Linked DNA regions of Sus scrofa: region 2 is linked to region 1. A link is a contact called in public HiChIP or PLAC-seq data. All regions are on one chromosome and are shown on one strand. Each heading gives the region's core, a stretch centred on a gene start, on an enhancer-like site or on the middle of the called end of the contact. The rest is flanking DNA. Distances are from core to core; before and after follow the strand shown.

Evidence for each region. HiChIP or PLAC-seq counts read pairs in DNA pulled down with a chosen protein or histone mark.
Region 2: a contact with region 1 is called in an H3K27ac HiChIP or PLAC-seq map of skeletal muscle, with 4 times the contacts expected there. The contact joins the enhancer-like site here to the promoter of MAB21L1 in region 1. A contact is called at or near these places in 1 of 5 promoter capture datasets (fetal skeletal muscle), 5 of 47 Hi-C or Micro-C datasets (embryonic fibroblasts, fetal skeletal muscle, heart right ventricle and 1 more) and 1 of 2 datasets of contacts at active chromatin or transcription factors (skeletal muscle).

The regions. Positions count from the first base shown.
Region 1 is chr11:11,519,446-11,525,013 of Sscrofa11.1, reverse strand. MAB21L1 (putative nucleotidyltransferase MAB21L1) reads left to right here and starts at 3,378. Exons shown (of 1, transcript XM_001927778.7): 1 at 3,378-5,568. The coding sequence starts at 3,878. The coding sequence ends at 4,993. The region is part of intron 41 of NBEA (neurobeachin); the gene reads right to left.
Region 2 is chr11:11,831,588-11,837,155 of Sscrofa11.1, reverse strand. All of the region lies in intron 16 of DCLK1 (serine/threonine-protein kinase DCLK1), which reads left to right. Among named protein-coding and RNA genes, the nearest start is that of MAB21L1, 310 kb to the right of the region's middle. Within about 2 kb of position 2,810, at least 8 of the 83 cell types and tissues checked have an H3K27ac peak or open chromatin away from gene starts, as enhancers often do. A contact at or near this core is called in skeletal muscle, where this site is marked.

The DNA of each region.
Region 1 (5,568 bases), core at 2,129-4,628:
TTTTCATAATAGCACATTTAAAATCAAAGCTGCCCAGTAAACTAAGTAAATGAAATGAAAAAGTTAAGTTGGTTAGACCTTAAAAATCCCAAATACCCTTCAAATGCAAGCATCTCAAACTGTTATTAAATCCTGAGATGCTTGGTTTTCTTTTTTTTTCTCTTAAATTAGGTCAGTTTTCTTCAATTATCATTCTATTATTAGCTCATGTCAAAGATGTCTGCAAAGCATACCAATGAAAACAATTATGCATTTATATCCTAAAGCATGGGACACACACAGGCTTTTATTCTAGTACTAACTACTATGTTTATAGTAAAAAAAAAATAATACAAGTAAGACTGGTGCCATTAGAGTTGTTTTATGAAGTTTTCACATAAGTAGGTAAATTGATTTTAAGCTCTCTCTCTGTATTACACTATCATATGAGATAACTAGTTCAATAGGTCAAAACATTTTCTAAAAATTTACTATAATATAGTTAAATGAGTTGCTCCCACAAAACAAATCTATCTACAAAGGCTACATGAAAATCAGTAGAATTACACAAAAAATTCCTCTCCATAGGTCATTTCGATTTAAAAAAAAAAAAATTTAAGGGCTAGAAAAACCCTCTTCAGCATAGTTTAATTTTCCCTTCAACAGTGAGAACCGTCTGAGACCACGGAAAGGATCAGCTACAGAAGGCAATTCATTTCACGTGTTCAGTGTAACAGAAAATCACTGTGTTGCAGCAACAAGCAGTACTTGCGCTGGAGTATTATTCTAGGGCGCCCAGTTCACCCACAGTGATAAGAGCGTGTGGTGAATCCTATGTTATGTAAATCACTGTCAGGTCCCTGCGAGATGGGTGCTGAAGGAAGCAGCTCAGAAAACACAGTCCTGGTGTCCTTGAAATCGGATGACTTCACGTCCCTGGAACACTCGAGGACTAACGAGTTTCTTAGTCTTTCTCACCATCCATTTTTCTTCTTCAAAGTGCAAATCGTTAGTGAAAAGGCCCTGGTTACACCAATTAGTTTGCACAAAGTGCTTCGGCGTTTAGCTTCGCTTTAACCCAATTAAGCTGCACAGTGAGCCCCGAAGATGCGCCACCTGCGCGCCTGGCTCCAGAGCTGCTGCCCCGCGCCCCTCGCGTTAGACCCGCACGGACCGCCAAGCCACGGTCCCCCTAAAGGTCCCCGGGGCCTCTGCGTCTCAGGCTGCCTTACGTCCTCAACAATCGGGGGCATGTGCAGGTGGCCCAGGAAATCGAGGGCCAGGTCCCCAAGCAGCCACTCTGACCTGAACCCGAGGGGGAGCGCGCCGGGCGCTGGGGCCCGCAGCCGGCTCCCAGACAGCGCGGGGCTCGACCGCGCCCACACGTGGGCCCCGGCGGCGGCCGGGCAGAGGGGCGCTTGGGCAGAGAACATGGCCTACAGCGGATGTGGAGCAACGCAGGACACTAAGTAAGGGTTTAAAACATGCCACACGAACGAACGGCGACACACACACACACACACACACACACACACACACACACACACACACAGCCTGCGGGCCTCTGAGCAGAGAAGGAAAGAAGGATGGGCCAGGAGCGCCAAGAAAGCGGGAGAGAGGAAACCAGCGGGAAGCGCGAGGGACCTTCCCTGGGTGGGGACAGAGGTGGCTTTTCCCCAGAGACCACGGCATAGCCTTGCCTTTGTGGCCGCAGGTTCTCTGGGCTTTGATTTGCCTCCTCTTCTTCGTCTTCCAACTGCCAAAAGGTAGCAGTGCGTTCACCCGCAACGCCCGCAAAGTGGGGAGGGGCTGGCGGGGACGCCCTATCCCTGCTTCTAAGGGAATGGAAGGTTCTTGGGGAACAGAGGAAGTGGATGCCAGGAGCGCTGACTCTAATGCACTATTGTAAGTTATATCAGAATCTACCACTCTTGGATAACGAGAAAGAATGATGCTGTACCTGTGCAAAAGAGAAAAAAAATCAAAAGCCTGGGTAAAAGTGGGAGCCCGGAACAAGATCTTGTTACAAGTGGCTCTGAAAGAAAGTGCCTACAAACCTGTTCCAGGAATTATAGGATTCTGATGGAAATATTCTTAATTTGAAAGAGAGAGCATCTAAATTAAAGGTGGGCAAATAAAAATCTGCCTAGGTTTAAATACCACTGGAGACCCCCCAAGTGTTATTTCTTCCATTTCCTGTACAAGAAGGACACAGTTGGTAAGGACACACCAGGGGGGAAAGATGTTCTACATAAATCCATTTCCCCCTTCTGCTGCAAGGTTCCCAAATTTAGAAATGTTGATTTCTTTCAAAGTTTTCCAAAACAATATTTAAATTTACAAACGCTGGATAACTACAAATTTATTTTCTTTTAAAATCTTAAGCATTTCCTTTAATCAAATCGCATAAAATAGAAAATTAGAAGTCTGCTGTCAGGTGACCACTAAGGACACTTAGGAGAGGAAATTCATCCTTAATACTTTTGTAAATAAGCCAGAAACCCCAGACCTGCAAATGTTTAGGTTATCTGCCAGTAGGTCTCATCTCTATGATCTGTCCTGAATTTACATGCATTAAAATATAGCTCATTATGAAAAAAATAATCTCTCGATCACTGAGGTATTTTATTTCACACTGTTTCTGCCACTGCATATAAAACTTAGTGTCCTGGTTATAACGTTGGGCAAGTCTATCAAAGTACAAAGAGGACTGCAGATGGGGGGAGGGGTGTACAAAACATCCTAACAAACTGGAGTAGATGACATCTCACAGCCATAATTTTCAGATTCCTTTCAACAACTGCAAATGAGGAAAAAAACATAGATAAAACTCTGTCACATTAAAAAAAAAATTCTCACATAGGAACAATCCAGAAAATTACACAGGTATTATTAGTCCATATAAGCCAACGTGCATATACTTGAAAGAGCAAACTCTCAACCTGCATTCAAAAAGACCTCCAGGATTAACAGCCATTAATTATCTTACTCGAAATGCAAGTTAGTGACTTTTGTTTTAGAAAAAGCCCCTTCTAGTTCACCAATTGATGGATGACCATTAGTACACCTGTATTTGCATTTCATCGGTAAAAAGACAAGCAGGGTTTTCAGCACAGAAGAGAACCACTTTGCCAAGTCTTTTCAAAACGTCAATATGCTTCAATTAGTACCAAAGCTGAGAGATTCCTCTTGATTTCCAGAACTGTCTAGGTGGCCTGGGTGGTTTTCTGCCGGCAGCAGCCTCCTACCTTTCGTTTGTGTGCCTATATCCATGAGGGGGGATTAATTAGCCGGGTTGGAGCTGACGGAGGCTGTCGTGACGAGCCCAGTGGCGATTGGCCGCCAGCCTGCCTGGCCCTGCCTTTATAATTTCCACACGAGTGCATCTGGGCTCTTAGACAAACCAACAGCAGCTTCTTCTGACATATACACACGCACACTCACCCCCGACTCACACTCAGCACACTTTTCCTCCATCTGATTAACAGTCCTGCACACACGATGATCACGGGGAAAGCGTAAATAAATACGAAAAGGGTTGATTATTTTGACTACTGGAAGAGCTTTGCTGGGTCTCAGCGCAACTTTTGTTTTTATTACTGAGAAGGTGATTGCTCCAGGCCTTTCTCTCACACAAGGATTCTTTAAAAGAGGAAGAGAGACAGAGACGGGGGGAGACCAATCTTTCACTTTAAGACCGGCTGGGCTCAAAGATAAAAGGAAGGGGAAGGCAGCCGCTAGGAATCCACCGCCGCAGCACTTCGGAAAGACGTTTCTGGTACATTTCTGAGCGCCGCGGCCCGTTTCTCCACCGAAGTTGGCTCCAGCTCTAGCAGCCGCATTGGATCCCACAGCTTACTGCGAGACTCCGGTGTACAATCCGGATCTCTGCCCCAACATGATCGCGGCCCAGGCCAAGCTGGTCTACCATCTGAATAAATACTACAACGAAAAATGCCAAGCCAGGAAAGCTGCCATTGCCAAAACTATCCGGGAAGTCTGCAAAGTAGTTTCCGACGTCCTGAAGGAGGTGGAAGTGCAGGAGCCGCGGTTCATCAGCTCTCTCAACGAGATGGACAATCGCTACGAGGGCCTCGAGGTCATCTCCCCCACCGAATTTGAGGTGGTGCTTTACCTTAACCAAATGGGAGTGTTCAACTTTGTGGACGACGGCTCGCTGCCTGGCTGCGCGGTGCTCAAGTTGAGCGACGGGCGCAAGAGGAGCATGTCCCTCTGGGTGGAATTCATTACCGCCTCCGGCTACCTCTCGGCGCGAAAAATCCGGTCCAGGTTTCAGACGCTGGTGGCTCAAGCGGTTGACAAATGCAGCTACAGGGATGTGGTAAAGATGGTGGCAGACACCAGCGAAGTGAAACTGAGAATCCGAGATAGGTACGTGGTGCAGATCACACCGGCTTTTAAATGCACTGGGATCTGGCCAAGGAGTGCTGCCCACTGGCCACTTCCCCACATCCCCTGGCCTGGACCCAACCGGGTGGCGGAGGTCAAAGCGGAAGGGTTCAACCTCTTGTCCAAGGAGTGCCACTCCCTGGCCGGCAAGCAGAGCTCGGCGGAGAGCGACGCCTGGGTGCTGCAGTTCGCGGAGGCAGAGAACAGACTGCAGATGGGGGGCTGCAGAAAGAAATGCCTCTCCATTCTCAAAACCTTACGGGATCGTCACCTCGAACTGCCAGGCCAGCCCCTGAACAATTACCACATGAAGACTCTGGTTTCCTACGAGTGTGAAAAGCATCCCCGGGAGTCGGACTGGGACGAGTCTTGCCTGGGTGATCGGCTTAACGGGATTTTGCTGCAACTTATCTCCTGCCTGCAGTGCCGGCGGTGTCCTCACTACTTTTTACCGAACTTAGATCTGTTTCAAGGCAAACCTCACTCGGCTCTGGAGAACGCTGCCAAACAAACGTGGCGACTTGCAAGAGAGATCCTGACCAACCCGAAAGTTTGGAAAAACTTTAGAGGACAATTTAATCGACAGCCGAAATGTGATTCCTAGTCTCCAAGTTCTCAAGAAGTGTAGACTTCCTGTTCGATTCCTATCTAATATTCCACTTGACAGTGCAAACAATCTCTTCCTTGAAAAGGAATACTAATACAGTGTTTAGGCATCATCTCACCCACCCCTCCAAAGGAAGGAAAAGAAGTAGGGAAAGCCAAGCGGATGGAGAAAAGCCCAAACCCGCAAGTATTAGAAGACTTCTTTACAAAGGATTTCATATCGCCCTTGAAAAGTACACAGTAACACCCGGAAAACAGCCTGGCTCTAACGCAAGACCGCAATGAACACTGCCTAACTATCAAAGGATTATAGCAATCCTGGTGATTTAGGCGCATCTGGCTGTGAGTAAACACGATTTGGATATGCCATCTGAAGGGAAGTGTAATGTATATTTTGATTTGTAACAAATATTGTGATCTCACTTTGTCTTTGCAAGTGTGGATGTTGGTGTTTTGTGATTTGGTGAACAGAAGTTGAATTGCCATTTTGGATACTTCCAGGCATTTTCCACTAACGAAGATATAATTTAAAGGTAGATTTCCTCTTGGTACTTTTATCTGTCTTCAAAAGTG
Region 2 (5,568 bases), core at 1,561-4,060, 310 kb before region 1:
CGAAATCAGACATTCTACCCTCTGTTTTCATCATTCATTCAAGACATGAGTCTATTCCAGAATGTTTGCTTCACGATTTTCTTTTGGAATGGACTGCCAGCACGCTTGTCCATGAAAAGGACTGCTTTTCTGCTCCTGCTGAGGACTTACAGCTGCTAGAGAGGGTGCTTTTTCTACCTCTGTCATTTTGGGTTTTGTTTTCGTTTTTCCTGGTCTTTTATTTTAATTAGCCTTTGGTTAAGTTTGCCTTGGTTGCTCAAGAATGCTTTGTTCCCAGTATTCTGGGATTCTTACAATGACTAAGAACAGGAACTTCCAGGCACTTCTCCAGTGGACAGACAACGCAGGTTGGAGGGGAAATCCTACTTTAATCAAACCTGGATAAATTTTGAAACCTAATCCATATGAGTTTATTAGAACTTTGTCTAAGTAGATCTCAAAACAAAGCAAAACAAAACCCAGTTCGTATAATTATAGGTCCATGGATTTTTTTTTTTTTAATATCATGTCTGGACCATTTTGAATGCAATTTAGTATCAGTTTCTCAGTTCATCACTAACATGTTTCCATGGAAACTGTACCAACTGGCGATATACTTATAAATTGTAAAACGGGCTATGTGATGCTGAGTTGTGTGTTAGCTGCATGCTTTTTTCATCTCTTTATCCACTACAAAGTTTCCAAAAAAAATCATCACGTTAACTCAGGCTCAGACTGATGGACTATTTTGGAGAAGTATCTGAAAAAGTGCCTTGTCGGTTCTAAAGCACAGTTCACATGTTGACCAGTTACGATCATTTCAGCATCAAAGAGGAGATGGTTGTGAATTTCAGGAGGTGTTTGGGGAGACGCTGGCCTGCCATAATATATGCATTTATGCATTTTCTCCAGAATGCTTTTCCCTCATAAATATCCACCCCCTCCATAAGAGGCTGGGGTGGGTCACCAGATTCAGGGCGGGGCTGGGAGTAGAAACTTGCCAGTTGGCTGCCTTTGCTATTAACTTTCAGAACAGCACTGGATAAGTCAATGTTAACTCCATAGCCACGTTCCCATTCTTAAAGTGCAAAGAATTAGATTCATTTGACCATCACAAAATAAAGGAGCCTTGGCATTAAATAGTATTCCATCTCTAACTAAAATATAAAAGCAAAGAGATGATACTCTGCCGTGAGGCAGAATTTAAGTGAAAGGGGGAAACAAGAGCCTTCACAAATGGTACATTCTATAAAGATTATGTGACAACTTAATATTGGAATATAATTATTAATTCACCCACATGACAGACATTTCTGTAATTAATTTAATACTGTAATGACTTCTATTTGGTAGATATAGAAAAAAACAGATTTCAGCATGAATTTCATTCAGACACTTTTTCCCTATGGGCATGTATGCTCTCCCCAGAGGTATCAAAAGATCTATTTTATTTTAAACTGCCTCTAAAATAAAACAGGACTGCTTTTTTGGAAATTATATACACACTTTAAAATTTATATATATATATATATAATTTAGAATGTACTATCAATCAACTTTTTTTTTTCAGGAAATCAACGATTAAATCATTAGTTTTTAACTGGCAATTCTCTTTCCTTATTTAGAAACCTCACTATCTGCTCATAAAGGAATGCATGACACTTTTTCTTTCTCAGAGTGACAAAGGAAAAAAGAGCATACTGTCATAACAAACAGACTCTAGTCATGGGTGTAATTTATGACACGAGCGTAGTTTAACATGCATTCATGGTTCTGAACCTTAATGTTTTTTGTTCGTGTTGTCATTTTTTTTCTTCTCTGCTTCCCACCCCCTGCATTATTAAGACCAAAGAAAGGACAAATGATAACTTTATATTAAGGTCCTTGAGTTGGCAAGGAGAGTAATTACCAGCTGGAGGCTCACAGGGATCATAGGGCCCTTCTCGAAGGAGAAAAGGTGTCTGACATTTAGGTCAGGCGACATGATTAGGTGGAAACCCACTGCTGTCCTTATAACTGCAATATTCTACCTCTCAGAAGGACTCCATTGTCCCTCCACTACCTTTCCCAGTAGTTGGGGGATTAAAACTAAACCAAACCAAAGCAAAGAAACCCAGAACAGAACAGAAAGGGAAACAAAAGGTTATTAAAATGCAATTTATAGACATAAAATGGAATTAGAGATGACATTTTAACGGTGGACTTCTTGAGAGCGAAGGGAGGGGAGGGAGGTGTTATTAGATTTGCTCAGCTTGATGAAGAACCGATGACTCAGATGTCAGTTCCAATTTATTTTTCCTCATTTAATGCTGTTTATTATTTTAACCAATAATTTTCCTAATGCTTTCAAGTTCTTATTTTGCATTTTGCTCATGCAAATAGAGCATTTCAGTCTAATTGAACAAATCCATACTAATCAGTGTGCAAATAATTGTGATAGTGGGAAGCTTCTTTTCTGAAGCAGAAGACCTCTCTGCACGAGGGCATTCCTCAGTGTGGTGTTAGGGGACACTTTGCCTGCAGATGGCAGTAGAGAGCTAGTTACTGCGTAGCTATCCCTGGGCTGAAACAGAAACGCAGGCCTTCATCTTCCTAACAGCAAGGGTACTTGGATTTTTTTTTTCCCCCTAAATAAAACGAACATACGTTTTTAAAAAGGTTAAAATCTCACATTTCTGTTCTGAGAACACTGGGCTATCCTAGCTTGCAATTAGAATACCAAATCTTCGGAGCAGTTTTTAGTTTAAGCGCCCGGTGCTATGGCATGTTTTTGAAGTGCCTTTGTGAATTTAGCATTAGAAACTGTCGTCAGTGTTATGCCAGTACCACACCTGAAAGCGCTCATGAGCCTCTCCAGAAAGAAAAGTGGTCAGCTTGCAACCTCTCGTGGGCAGAACAGTGGGAGCAGGCACAGGGCATGATTATTGTTTTTCAAATTTGGGGACTGAATCTTTTATTCCTAGGTAGCCAAAGGCTAACATCTTATTCCAAGAGGAGCAACTCTGAGAATTTATCCTGTCTTCTGTTTATGATACCTTTTGTTAATCATAAGCACTTAGCTGCACATATGCACTTTTAATATACAGTGAAAGCTATTTTTTCTTTCATTTTCTTTATTTTCTTAGAGAGAATTTACTGTTTTATACTATATATTTCTAGTTCAGAAATGTAATTGATTCACCTTTAAGAGTAGCTCTGCTTTTGAAGATTAACTCTTAAAGAAATCCAAATTGCTGTGATTTATGGAGGTTCAAAACCTGATTATTTTCATCTTTTATTTCATATTTATGAAGCCCTCACATTTAAGCTTGATGGGGTAAGACTTGAGGGGGGTCCAATCTGCTTTCTCTCAGGTGGCTAAAGCTGATTCAGTACTTTATTGTAAAGCATTTTCCATTGCTATAGAATTTGAAGCGGTGTTTATATCTTTTGAAATTGAGAAGATATTATTAAGTGTGCAATCAAAAACTTGTTTGAGAAATTAGACCTTTTCTAACAAACTGGCCTCCGAGATATTCATGAGGGATTAGTGTCTTTTCTTGCCTTTTTATTTTCAAGGTACAGCTTTAGGATATTAGCTAGTCACCCTGCAGAAGAGGCATCGTAACTCTATGTACATATATAGCCAATGAAGAACAGCTTGGTCTGGAGTCTTAATCCTTTAGCATAATGTTGATCCACTGAGTTGCCCCCATTTCTCTCTGCTCAGCTGGACCACGGGTTTACCATCAAGAGATCAGGGTCTTTGGACTACTACCAACAACCAGGAATGTATTGGATAAGGTATGAGACGGTGCAGCTCAACAGTCAGTGTTTCCATGGCAACGTGCTGGCAGTCTCCATTAACCAGTTCCTTCAGTGGATAAACATGCTTTTGATTTGTTATCCAGTCCATATGCTGCTTTATCAGTTTCATTTTAATCTTGATTGAGATGCCACACCCCCTCATTCCTTTTTTTCACCCATTATTCACAGACATTTGCCAGCTTTCTTTCCATTGCACATGCTCAGTATCAGTTTTCCTTACAGTTAAAAGGACAGTATATTGAGTTAATGTCAAAGCATTTTCCTGATGTTGCTAATTAAAACAATGATTTCTAGTGCTCTTCTGTCCCTCAACAAATGGAAGAACAACAGTACCTTAGTATATATGTTCTATAGAAGTATATACTGTCATTTTAAAATCATCAAGCCCGACCGTGACCTTATTAGATGGATGAAACAATGCATTTACACCTTAGTCATAGAAGCTCCTCTGAGCACAGTGAGCTATAGAATGCATTGTGTGTGTTGGTAAGCTTGTGTTTTCAAATTCTCCACCTTTTTGTTTTGTTTTTGTTTTATTGTTACCTCTCTTCCCCGGAAATCCCTTTATGTACTAGCTATTGCATGAATTTATTTCTCGATATTTCGTAACTGTCAGATTACTTAGCTGGCTTATCTGCTCAAGCAAAAGGGACCATGGGAGGTATTGATTTTTTTAAAACTGGGTTAAGAATTCTATCCAATCGTTTTCTATTCCAGTCAACTGCCCTGGCATTTCCTTCAAGGGGCATTGTTTGTGTCTCCCTAAGTTATCCACAGGCAGGATGGGTTTTGATGATTTGAGAAATGAACTCTGAGAAGTCCTAGGCAACTTTTCTCCTCCATCTTAATGTCTCTGAAATGATCTCCAGGTAAAGCTCCACATCTTAGTGTTTGCCGGGAAATGACTCCACGGGGTTGGACATTTGTTTCCCCCAAATGATGGTGCCTTATGCTGTTTGATGGAATAGACTAAGTTGTCTTAAAGAAAGAAAAGAATTTTAACCCCCCCCCCAGTTATCACTCTTAATTTTTTTTCTATAATGAGACACCAGAGTCAAACACTCTTTGACAAACTATCCAAATATCTAAGGTCATGATGATTCCTAAGTCCGCTGAAAGAAAGACAACACTCAGGCTTCAATAAATAGCTTGGAGTCAGTTGCACAGAGAAGGCTGCCTGTATCCCGTAGACGGATCTGCATGCAGGAGCTGCACACCTACCTTTTTATTTACCTGAGTAAATGGGCTTGACAGATGCACAGAGCACTTCCCTTTATTTTTAACCTTTTTTGGGGGATGGGGGTGAGTCAATCACGACTTGCCTTTGTGCAGACTCTTCTTTTTGACTTTTCACATGGAAGATGATCCGTCCATCTTTTACTTCTCACAGAACAATAATCTATATTCTGAAGGGCACACACGAGTGCAGAGTACAACAAATTCTTACAAACGGAGCACACCCCTGTAGGCAGCACCCAGAGCAGGCACAGATCATTTCTAGCACTCCCAGAGGACCACCCCCCCCACCCACCGCCCCGGCCCCCAGGGCCCTTCTGGGAGGGTCACGTAGCCCTGAGGGTAAACACTGACCTGGAATCTATCCGCATTAATTAGCCTTGCCTGGTTTTGTTCTTTATATAAATCAAATCACATCATGCTTCATCCTTTTTCAGTTGTATGGCTCCTAACCTCAGGCATATTAACCAAACATATAAGAGTAAAGTTGATATACAATTAAAAATAGGCATCAAATATGTCTAATTACAGTTGTGCATATTTGTA